Linked DNA regions of Sus scrofa: region 2 is linked to region 1. A link is a contact called in public HiChIP or PLAC-seq data. All regions are on one chromosome and are shown on one strand. Each heading gives the region's core, a stretch centred on a gene start, on an enhancer-like site or on the middle of the called end of the contact. The rest is flanking DNA. Distances are from core to core; before and after follow the strand shown.

Evidence for each region. HiChIP or PLAC-seq counts read pairs in DNA pulled down with a chosen protein or histone mark.
Region 2: a contact with region 1 is called in an H3K27ac HiChIP or PLAC-seq map of skeletal muscle, with 5 times the contacts expected there. The contact joins the promoter of CRCP here to the promoter of SBDS in region 1. A contact is called at or near these places in 2 of 5 promoter capture datasets (fetal liver and liver), 1 of 47 Hi-C or Micro-C datasets (heart right ventricle) and 2 of 2 datasets of contacts at active chromatin or transcription factors (alveolar macrophages and skeletal muscle).

Annotation. Positions count from the first base shown.
Region 1 is chr3:16,158,072-16,163,832 of Sscrofa11.1, reverse strand. It overlaps SBDS (SBDS, ribosome maturation factor), which reads right to left and starts at 2,309. Exons shown (of 5, transcript NM_001244393.1): 1 at 1,954-2,309; 2 at 1,183-1,312. The coding sequence starts at 2,081. It overlaps TYW1 (S-adenosyl-L-methionine-dependent tRNA 4-demethylwyosine synthase), which reads left to right and starts at 3,181. Exons shown (of 16, transcript XM_021086357.1): 1 at 3,181-3,381; 2 at 4,461-4,588; 3 at 5,643-5,761. The coding sequence starts at 3,378.
Region 2 is chr3:16,619,937-16,625,656 of Sscrofa11.1, reverse strand. It overlaps CRCP (DNA-directed RNA polymerase III subunit RPC9), which reads left to right and starts at 3,740. Exons shown (of 7, transcript XR_002342338.1): 1 at 3,740-3,873.

The DNA.
Region 1 (5,761 bases), core at 1,060-3,559:
GAGGTTCCCAGGCTAGGGGTCGAATCGGAGCTGTAGCCACCAGCCTACGCCAGAGCCACAGCAACGCGGGATCCAAGCCGCGTCTGCAACCTACACCACAGCTCACAGCAACGCCAGATCCTTAGCACACTGAGCAAGGCCAGGGATCGAACCCACAACTTCATGGTTCCTAGTCGGATTTGTTTCCACTGCGCTGAGACAGGAACTCCAAGAAAGCAATGTCTTTATTTCACATTATTGGCTAACTGACCATGGAATTAATAACTGGGGAGAAAATTAAAACTAAAATTAGAATTAAATTTCATTCTCTGATACTGATACTTGGCAGTAATTTGAGCTTTGCTTAAAGGATGCACCAGATTATCTTGTTCTAAAATCATACTCATTTAGGTGAGGGGAGGGGTAAAAGTAATCTTAGTGAAGGGTGTAAATGATGAAATACTTAAAATTTTATTTTCAGTTATGTTACAATAAAAATACATAAATGGATGAAATAAGGCAGTTTAGTAGGAAATCTAATTTGGGGCAGCTTTGACAAAAATATCCATGTCTTGAATTACTAAAAATGATGCTGTAAACACCAAATTACTTCATGGTAACTGTTCATTCCAAAAAATAATACTTATTTTAGAGTTCCCATTGTGGCTCAGTGGTTAACGAGCCTGACTAGTAACCATGAGGTTGCGGTTTGATCCCTGGCCTCACTCAGTGGGTTGAGGATACGGTGTTTGTCGTGAGCTGTGGTGTAGGTCGAAGACACAGCTCAGATCCCAAGTTGCTGTGGTGTAGGCTGGCAGCTGCAGCTCCGATTGGACCCCTAGCCTGAGAACCTCCATATGGTGTGGATGGGGCCCTCAAAAGACAAAAAAACAAAAAAAAGTAACCAACCCCAAAATAATACTTATTTTTATTAATTATTTTTATTTTTTTCCATTATAGCTGGTTTAGAGTGTTCTGTTAATTTCCTACTGTACAGCAAGGTGACCCAGTCACACATACACATATACATTCTTTTTTCTCACATTATCATGCTCTATCATAAGTGACTAGAAATAGTTTCCACTGCTATACAGCAGGAGAAAATAATTGCTAAAAATAATACTTTAAAGTTTAACCTATCTCTAAGTACTTACACCACAAATGGATATTAGGGTCGATTATGCTGCAGTGGTTAGAACGCACCTGCTTACAGATTTCAGTCTGGTCATCTGTTCCAAATGCACTGATGAGATCTTCCTTCTTTGCAACTTGACCTTTAGAAACATTTACAAACACTGAGTGGGTCTGTAGAACTTCATCAAGATCTTTTTCCCTTGTGAGAACAGGAGAGAAAGTCCTAAATAAATACTTTTGCAACTTGGAAGTTCGTTCACATATAAATCCAAGACGGCAACGATACAAATAGTAAGAAACAACTACTTCTAAACGACCCTTGGTGCCCGGGGAACGTTTTCCAAATTGAGAACTCCATTTGTATTCACATTTACTCACTGGGGAAAAACATCGTGGGAATATGCGTGAATCACTGAGGGGTGGGGTCAGGCTGCCGCCAAGGAATTCCGTTCTCTAGATGGCAGCAGTGAATATGCTACGCACTCTAGTTAAATTACTGGGCTTAGATCTGTGACATGCACAAACTATAGAAGTACCTGGAAGACTACGACCTTTGCCTTGATCATCATTCCGAGAAAAGAACCACAATTAGAAGGGTTTCTTGGCCGTAGCTTTTATGACATTACAGCAAAAGCAAAAACCAAACCCCAAACCACACCAACAAAACAAAAAAGAGAACGTTCGCTTTAGACGCTAAGCGCGAGCAGCAGGAGTAAACTTCCCACTTCCTTCCCTGACAAGACCCCAGCATGGCAAACTCATTAGACAACCAGAGGGAGGTGGGCTCCAAGGCTATCAGCTCCAGCTCCCGCCAGGGATCGGAGGGAGAGGGTCACTCACACGCCGCTCCGCCAGCCGACGACCTTATTTTTGTAGCAGGCGATTTCAAAGCGCTTCCCGGCTCGCTTCATCCGTACCACAGCCACATTGGTCAGGCGTATCTGGTTGGTGGGGGTGAAAATCGACATCGCGGCCACTCAGCGACCTTGGGACCGGCGAACCAAGGTAAACCCGCGCCGCCGGCCTGAGGCCACCTGCGCCTCGATGTAACCACCCGGCGAGCGGCACAGTCACGCCCGCAGACTGGGCGACGCAGTGACTAACACCCTCGCGGGCCACCCCAATACACCCAGCTGACTTATTGCGCAGGCGTCAGGTGTTGCGGGAACCGCGCGAGGAAGAGGGGGCAAAAACGCCTGCGCATTGTGGCTTTTACGACATCATTCGGCGCCGGAAAGAGTAGCGCTCTTCCTTGACGTAATTTACTTTCGCGAAAGAACCAAAGAGCTCTGATTGGCTGGTGGAGATGTTTGGGGACCGGGTGGAAACTCTGACGCCGGTGCCTCATAGTTCCGGGAGTTCAGGGCCACGCCCCCCTTAACTTTACCTTATATAAAAATTGTAACACAAAATACTTAGAGAAAAGTGTAATGAGCCCCCATGTACCCATCATTCTTTCCAACAATTATCAATATTTTGCTTTTCTTGTTTCATTCTCCCTCTTTTTTTTTTGGTTGGAGCATTTTAAAGCAAATCATCTTGTGGTTTTAGCTTTAAATAGTGAAACTTCCAACAGATACACCTAACAAGATTAACCATAATCCCCTAATAACACCTCCTAGCCAACTCACAATCAAATTTACCCTAAATAATGCCTTTTTTACAGTTGGTGTGTTTCAACTGAGATTCAAATGGGATCACAAATTGCATTCGGTTGATTATGCCCTTAGTCTCTTTTAACGCTCCTCACCCCCCATTTTTTCCCCTAAATCACTCCTGTCTAATTCGGCTTTTCTCAAAGTCCGTTCCCTCCTCTATGCGGATTCCTGAGTGTGCAGGAGCTTTCCAGTTTCCATTCTCGGAGCCCTGGGCAGGGCTTTTCTCTGGGCCCATTCCTTCCCTTTCTGAGCCAATCCGACGGGGCCGGGAGTGCTCTGGATTACACTCACCAAGTTCTGGGCGGTGTTTTTTCTGGGCCCGCCCCCTTTTCCCTCTGAGCCAATCCGAGCGGGGCCGGGAGCTCTCCGGTTTCTTTTCACCAAGCTCTGAGCGGAGCTCGCCTCTGGGCCCGCCCCTTCCCCCTCTGAGCCAATCCAGACAGGCCTGCGAATGGCATGGCTGCCCCCAGTTTCTCAGGCTCTGGGCACACGGCTAATGCTACAAGGAGGTTCTGGCGGTTTCCCAGTATTCGCGCCGGACGCTAGGTTTGTTAGGTCCGCTGTCCTGGGCTCCAGTCGCGCCGCAGGACTTGGGCTCTAAGAAGAATGGGTAAGGGCCCCCAGCGGGCAAGATTCCTGGGGCGGGAAGGGAGAGAGCCGTTTTTCTGAGACCCTCGGGCCCCTTCCCCCGGAATACGTTGACCTTCTCACCCTGGGACCAGTGTTGCTGAGGACAAGGGAGGACTGATCCCTGCTTGTGACCTGGCTTTGGCCTTTTGAGGCTAGGAGATGAGTATAGACCTATGCCCCTAAACTCATGTAAAGGGCAGAAAAAACCGCCTCTCCCCCTCACCCACGGGTGTTGAGGACTTTTGGTCCTTTCTAGGATGGAGTAGCACCTGTAAACCCCCAATTTTAGATTTCGGCTTTTAAAATTGCCCCCAAGTTCAGCATTTAAGGCCAGGTCCATCCATAGCTCCCTTTAAAAAGTGGGACTTGAGGTCAGTTACTTGTGCAAGTAGCTCTTGGTCTCTAAAAATAAAATTAAAAAAAGAATACTTTCGGTTTTATTTTAGGGTTTTCTTATGGAGCAGCATAACAAAACAAAATTAACTTGGTTAATTAGTATAATTCCACATAAAGTGTTTTGACTTTATGTTCATTCTTTTCCGAATGCTATAACCAAATGAAATAAAATTTTATATATTTTTTGAATTAGCATTACAGTCAGAATTATATCACGTTACCACATAATGTGTTGTTTTTTGTTTGTTTTTTTTTTTTTTTTCTTTTTTGCCTTTTTTTTTAGGGCTTCACCCGTGGCATATGGAGGTTCCCAGGCTAGGGGTTGAATCAGAGTTGTAGCTGCCGGCCTATGCCACAGCCACGGCAAAGCCAGATCGGAGCCACGTCTGCGACCCATACCACAGCTCACAGTAACGCCGGATCCCTAACCCATTGAGCAAGGCCAGGGATGGAACCCTCATGGTTTAGTCAGATTCGTTTCCTGTGCCAGGACGGGAACTCCTATAATGTGTTGTTTTTATTAGAGTTGCTTTTTATATATTTCTTAGCTGATTTGTTGAATATGAAGGTTGCTTTGTTTTTTTCCCCCTTTAAAATAAGGATGGGTATCTTTGTTTATGTAGCTTTAAATAAAATTACATTAATGTATCATTTTAAATTTAGATCCTTTGGATACGTGGGACTTCTCCTCGCCTTTGATATCATTATGGATAAACAGGTTTTACATATATTTGGGCTTAGCCTTTGGCTTTAGCCTTTGGATATGTTTCCAGATTGTTATCAGGAAGCAGGTAAGTGGACTTATTTTTTTTCACAGGGAAGTATTTGGTGTCGGTTTTTACAGACAATTCAAAATGCAGATTTTTTTCTAAGGCTTCCAGAAAAGTACAGAAAAGCTAAGGAATTTTTATTTTTTGGCTGCGTCTGCAGCATGAGGAAGTTCTGGGGCCAGGGATGAACCAAAGCTGGATCCTTTAACCCAGGGCACCGGGCTGGGGATGGAACCTACACCCCTGCTGTGACCAGAGCTGCTGCAGTCGGATTCTTAACCCCCGTGCCACAGCTGTAACTCCTCAAAGGAACTTTTATGTTTGGTCTCTAGACATATTTTTTTTTTTTGTCTTTTTTTTTTTTTAGCTATTTCTTGGGCCGCTCCCGCGGCATATGGAGGTTCCCAGGCTAGGGGTCGAATCGGAGCTGCAGCCACCGGCCTACACCAGAGCCACAGCAACGCAGGATCCGGGCTGCATCTGCGACCTACACCACAGCTCACGGCAACGCCGGATTGTTAACCCACTGAGCAAGGCCAGGAATCGAACCCGCAACCTCATGGTTCCTAGTTGGATTCGTTAACCGCTGCGGCACGATGGGAACGCCCTCTAGATGTATTTTTTAATGCAGAAATATTTTTTTGGTCGGTTTTTATAGACTAAGTTGTTTACCTTGTCTTGAATGGGCAGTGTAAGTCTTCTTAAGATATAGGAAGACTTTGGAATGAAAAATTAAACTTTTGCAAAAGCAACAAACCTGTTCAGCACCTTTAAGGGGTAATAGTCTTCTCTTTTCTTTCCACTAATTAAGAATCAGAAAATAAGTTCCTATTAATGATCCACTACAACGTATTATGAATGAAAGTATGCGTAGTTTGATCCTGGAGGGAGCAGCAGTCGTTATAGTCTTAAGAAATGTGCGCCCTCCCTTTAAAGAACCTGATTATATGAAGGGGTTAATACACAAGGAGTACAGTCGAGAGATTAAGAGAATAATAATAAAATCAAGGTCAGTATCTGTCCTAATGAAGTTGGGAAAAGAGTCACATTTAATGGATTTTGTGTTTATTTCAAGGACAAGAACTCACAGGAAAAGACTGTTCAAAATGCATCACGGAATTTGATGACCAATGGCTCTCTCTCTCTTGAAAGGAAGGAAGTCTTTGTGTCTGGAGTGAAGATTTTCTATGGTTC
Region 2 (5,720 bases), core at 2,491-4,990, 460 kb before region 1:
TTTGCCTTTTTGCCTTTTCTAGGGCCACTCCCTCGGCATATGGAGGTTCCCAGGCTAGGGATCAAATCGGAGCTGTAGCAGCCGGCCTACACCACAGCCACAGCAACACCAGATCCGAGCTGCGTCTGCGACCTACACCTCAGCTCATGGCAACGCCGGATCCTTAACCCACCGAGCAAGGCCAGGGATTGAACCCACAACCTCATGGTTCCTAGTCGGATTTGTCAACCACTGAGCCACGATGGGAACTCCTGGGTGACTTTTCTTTTTTTCCCTCGTCTACGGCACATGGAAGCTCTGGGGACAGGGAGTGAACCTTTGCCACAGCATTGACCCTAGGCACTGCAGTGACAATGCTGGATCTTTAGCCCACTGTGCCACAAGGGAACTCCCTGGGTGACTAAAGATTTGAATCTCTGTTTATACCTTCAAAGGCTCTATCTGCCAATTTCCTTCTAGGCTCTGAGGGTGGGGGGAAAGAAGGGGAGGGGAGGGGAGGAGGAGGAGGAGGAGGAGGAGGAGGAGGAGGAGGAGGAGGTTCACTGTTCAACAGGACATTTCCACTTGGAGGACATACCGGCTTTGCTCATGCTCTGACCCTTTGTAAATATTTAATACCTCTGCCTAAAAAATGCCTGCTGTTAAGGGAAAAAAAGCCATTTTCTGGAATTGTGTGTTTTGAGTGGCAAAGAACAGAGACTCATTAGGTAGCTTCAGTTTAGGAACGCTGCAGGGTAGCCCTGAGTGGGGACAGGCCAGGCAGGAGTTTCGGCTGTGGACTGGCCCCGCTTCACTGTGCAGGCTCCTTCTGGGCAGCTTTCTTGACTACTTTGCTGCCTCCATGAGATAGGTTGGGTGGCAGCATACGGCCCCCAAAGTCTCAGGGTAGCGTCCCTTGGAGAATGTGCAGCTTAGCCATTTTATCACGGGGCCCTCAGAGGCACCCCCTCTCTTCTGTGAAGCCTTGGCCGTGTGCGTCCCTCCCCGCACCCATCTCAAAAGGCCCTGGCTTTGGGACGCTTCTCCACCTCATTAGTCATTCACGCTTCTTCTCTGCAGCTCCCAAGCACAGCACGTTGTAGTTATTGACGTCCAGAGCTGGTTCCCCAACTAGGCTGTCAACCAGGCAGGGCGGGAGATGTGTATTATTCACACTTGTATCATCAGCACCAGACGGGCCAGCAGGCATGTTTGCTGAGTGAATAATGAATGCAATGGGCATCTTTAGGACTTCTTTGAGGGCCCTGCCCTGCTCCAGGGAGGTCCAGGGGACCCTCCACCTGAATCAGGCCAGCTGGGTCTGGGTTGGCATTTTATTTACATGTTGATTTTTTTTTTTTCAGTTTTATCTATCTATCTATCTGGCCGAGCTCATGGCATGTGGAAGTTCCCAGGCTAGGGGCTGAATCGGAGCTGCAGCTGCGGGCCATAGCCACAGCCACAGCAACGCAAGATCTGGGCCGTGTCTTCAACCTACAACGAAGCTCACAGCAACGCTGGATCCTTAACCTACCAAGTAGGGCCAGGGATTGAACCTCTACTCTCATGGATACTACTGGGGTTCGTTACTGCTGAGCCACAAATGGGAACTTCAACACCAGATCCTTTAACCCACTTCCCCAGCCAGGAATGCAACTCATACCTTCACAGCGACCTGAGCTGCTGCAGTCAGGTTCTTAACCCACTGTGTCATGGCAGGAATTCCAAGAACTCCTGTGATTCTTAATGAAAATTAGTTGTTTAAAAAAATATTTTTGGGAGTTCCTGTCATGGCTCAGTGGTTAACCAATCCGACTAGGAACCGTGAAGTTGCGGATTTGATCCCTGGCCTTGCTCAGTGGGTTAAGGATCTGGCATTGCCATGAGCTGTGGTGTAGGCCACAGACGCAGCTTGGATCTGGTGTTGCTGTGGCTGTGGCGTAGGCCGGTGGCTACAGCTCCGATTGGACCCCTAGCCTGGGAACCTCCATATGCCGCAAGCGTGGCCCTAAAAAGACAAAAGACCAAAAAAAATTAATTAATAAAAATAAAAAAATATTTTCGTAGTTTAAAAATAACACATAAACTGAAAAAAAATTAAAATTCTGAATGTGTAAATTCCCCTCACTTCTCTTCCAAAGCAATCCCCATAGGCAAATATCCATTAAAAATATTTTAACAGCTTTATTGATATTTAAATCATCAGATACCATACAATTCACCCATTCAAAGTGTACAATTCAAAAAACAAGCCTGCCTCAGTCTCTTCAGTAGTAAAATTTGAGTGACAAAGGAATCTACCTCATAGAGTAACATGGTTGTACTGTCACAGTAACTAATATTCGTCGAGCATTTACTATGTAGATACATAACGGACCTATGATTTATAGATTAGTGAATTGAGGTTAGGAGAGGTTAAGTAATCTCCCAAGGTCAAACAACCCCTAATAAACTGATGGAGATAAACAGAATCAGAGGCTGCCTGCAAAGCCTGCATTGTCAACTGTTAATATCAGGGAATAACAAAACGCTTATCAAGGAGACAGTGTTTAGTAAATGATAACTGATATAATTATAAAAAAGTGGAAAAATTAGCAATTGATTCATCACCTAAAGACACCAGCCATTTTTAATTTTTGGCATATTTCCTTCCAAATACTTCAAACATACTAAAAATTCAGAAGAAAATAGACATCAGCCTTCCACTTTTTTTTTTCCTTTTTGTCTTTTTAGGGCTGTGTCTGCAGCATTTGAGGTTCCCAGGCTAGGGGGTCGAATAGGAGCTGTAACATCCTGCCTACGCCAGAGCCGTGTCTGTGACCTACACCACAGCTCATGGCAACACTGGATCCTTAACCCACTGAGTGAGGCCAGGGATAGAGCCTGAGTCCTCATAGATGCTAGTCGGGTTTGTTAACTGCTGAGCCACAACAGGAACTCTTTTTTTTTTTTTTTTTTTTTAAGACACAAAATTTCATAGATTAGGTGGCTGTATCACCCTTACCCTGAGGTCTTTTTTCCCCTATGCATTATTTTTCTTTAGATTATTAGAGTCACAACACATCATTTTCCATCTTAAAAAAAAAATCTGTCTTGAGCATTTCCCCAGCATATCAAATATGCTACAAGATTACTTGGGCCACATATATCGTACTGCATACTGTATGGCTGAAACACGATTTATCAATTTTCCATTGTTGGGTATGTAGGCTATCTCCCAGCAAAATTATCATTACACGTTGATCTTTCGTCAAGCATCTGATGATTCCATTTGGGCAAATTCTTAGAAAGGCCAGATCAGAGACTGTCAAGAAGTCTCTTCATAATTTTCTGACAAATAGTGAAGAATGGGAACAGGGAGAAGGGAGTCTGAGATTTTTTTTCACCTTTTAGAACGTTTTATTCCATTATAACACACATACAGAAATGTGCACATAAGCTACAGCCCACCGAATTTTCAGAAGCACCACCTACTCGGCGTCCAGATCCTGAAAGAGAGCATGTCCAGCAGCCCAAGGCCACCTCGCCCCTTGCCATCGCTACTATCCAAGGGGTGGGATTTTAACGCTGCAAATGCCTACGAATCCGATTACATCTTTGGATTAATACTTGGATATACCCTAGACCACGAAAACGTGAGCTAAATCCGTCTGCAAACGTTTGACAGCCTGAGGTCGGACCAAGAGCGCAGAGACGGGTCGGGAAGACGAGCCAGCAACGCCCCCGGCCCCACGGGGGTCCTCCAGGATCCCGGCATGCAGCGCGGCGATCCCGGCGTGCACCGCGGTCCGCGGAGTCGGTTTCCGGGCGCTTTGCTCGGGCGGCGAGAGCAGCGGATGGGCGGTGAGGGTCTGTGTCCGGCCGAAGGCGACGAGGCGGGGACGACATGGAAGTGTAAGCCGCCCGGGGCGCGTCGTCGGCTCAAGGGCGACGCTCAGAGCTGGGGACGGCTAATTCCTGGGAGCCGGGAGATGTGGGCCGGGGGCGATTCCTCGTCCGGGCGGGCGGGGAGGGCGGCGGGCCAGGAGGCTAGGAAGGGACTCTCCCTCCGGCCTTCTGAACCTTCGCCCCCTCTCCCACCGCGTGCTCAGGACGTGGGGCGAGGGCCACTTGGCCCGGCTGCCTTTAGGGGTGCCAGGTGTCTGTTCCCTCCCTCACGCACTCAACAGCGTCGCCAGGTCGCGGTGGGGAGCTGGGTATGAGAGCAGGGACTTATTAAACCCTGGGTCCGGCCTGGAAGTACCTGGAGGAGAGGTGGGGAAATGCTGGAGTAGAGTTTTGCTTAGGAGCAGTGGGCTTCTGGGGAGCCCGGATTCAGAGGAGGTGCTCTGCAAAGTAGTTAAGAAGCAGGTAGCCGTGTGGGGTTGGGGTGGGGGGCTAGGAGTAGAAGCCATTCTAACAATTGTAACTCCACATCGGCTTTTCCATGTTTGCTCCTTGTACTGCGTGCAGAGGGAAGTTTTTGCAGCTACTTTGTATGTGGATTTTTATACCTATGTTGCGTTCTCTTTGGCAACATGTTTATGTTTTGTTTGCTCTTTAGGGCCACAGGTGTGGCTTATGGAAGTTATCAGGCTAGAGACCAGGGATCAAACCCACATCCTCATGGATACTTCTCGTGTTCATTGCAGCTGAGCTAGGACAGGAACTCTGATTGTTTAATCCTGACATTTTCCTTTATGTTCTTTTACTTCATGTTTCACGTTTATATGTACTGTTTTGCAGACTTAAACACACACACACACACGCAGTTGGAGTTCCCGTCGTGGCGCTCGTTAAAGAATCCGACTAGGAACCATAAGATTGCGGGTTCGATCCCTGGCCTTGCTCAGTGGGTTAAGTATCCGGCATTGCCGTGAGCTGTGGTGTACGTTGCAGACGCGGCTCAGATCCCTCATTGCTGTGGCTCTGGCATAGGCCGGTGGCTACAGCTCCGATTCAACCTCTAGCCTGGGAACCTCCATGTGCAGTGAGAGCAGCCCAAGAAATGCCAAAAAGACAAAAAAAACCCAAAAAAACCCAAAAAACCACAATACGTATATGTATCTGAAGTGAAAGCTTCCTGAGACAGTGTTGTATACAGTAACTCTAGTAGTCTCTTCTATTAAAATAGAATGTTGACTCCTTAAATTGATTTTGCCATCCTCTATCTTAGGTTTGTTTATGCTGAGCCACCATGGGAACTCCACTTTCTATTCATTGATTTTTTTTTTTTTTTTTTTTTTATGGCCGAGGAAGTTGATGTTGTGGCTCAGTGGTTAATGAATCCGACTAGGAACCTTGAGGTTATGGGTTCAATCCCTGGCCTAACTCAGTGGGTTAGGGATCCGGTGTTGCCATGAACTGTGGTGTAGGTGGCAGACTTGGCTCCGATCCTGAGTTGCTGGGACTCTGGCCTAGGCTGGTGGCTACATCTCTGATTAGACCCCTAGCCTGGGAACCTCCACATGCTGTGGGTGCAGCCCTAGAAAAGACAAAAACACAGAAAAATTTTTATGGCTTCATGTCATTTGTAAGTTCCTGCCCCAGGAATTGAACCCAAGCCATAGCTGTGACCTGTGCCACAGCTGCAGCAACACTGAATCCTTTATTTTATTTAATTTATTTTATTACTTTTTTGTCTTTTCTAGGGCTGCTTCCCACGGCATGTGGAGGTTCCCAGGCTAGGGGTCTAATCGGAGCTGTAGCCGCTGGCCTACACCACAGCCACAGCAACACAGGATCTGAGCCTCATCTGCAAC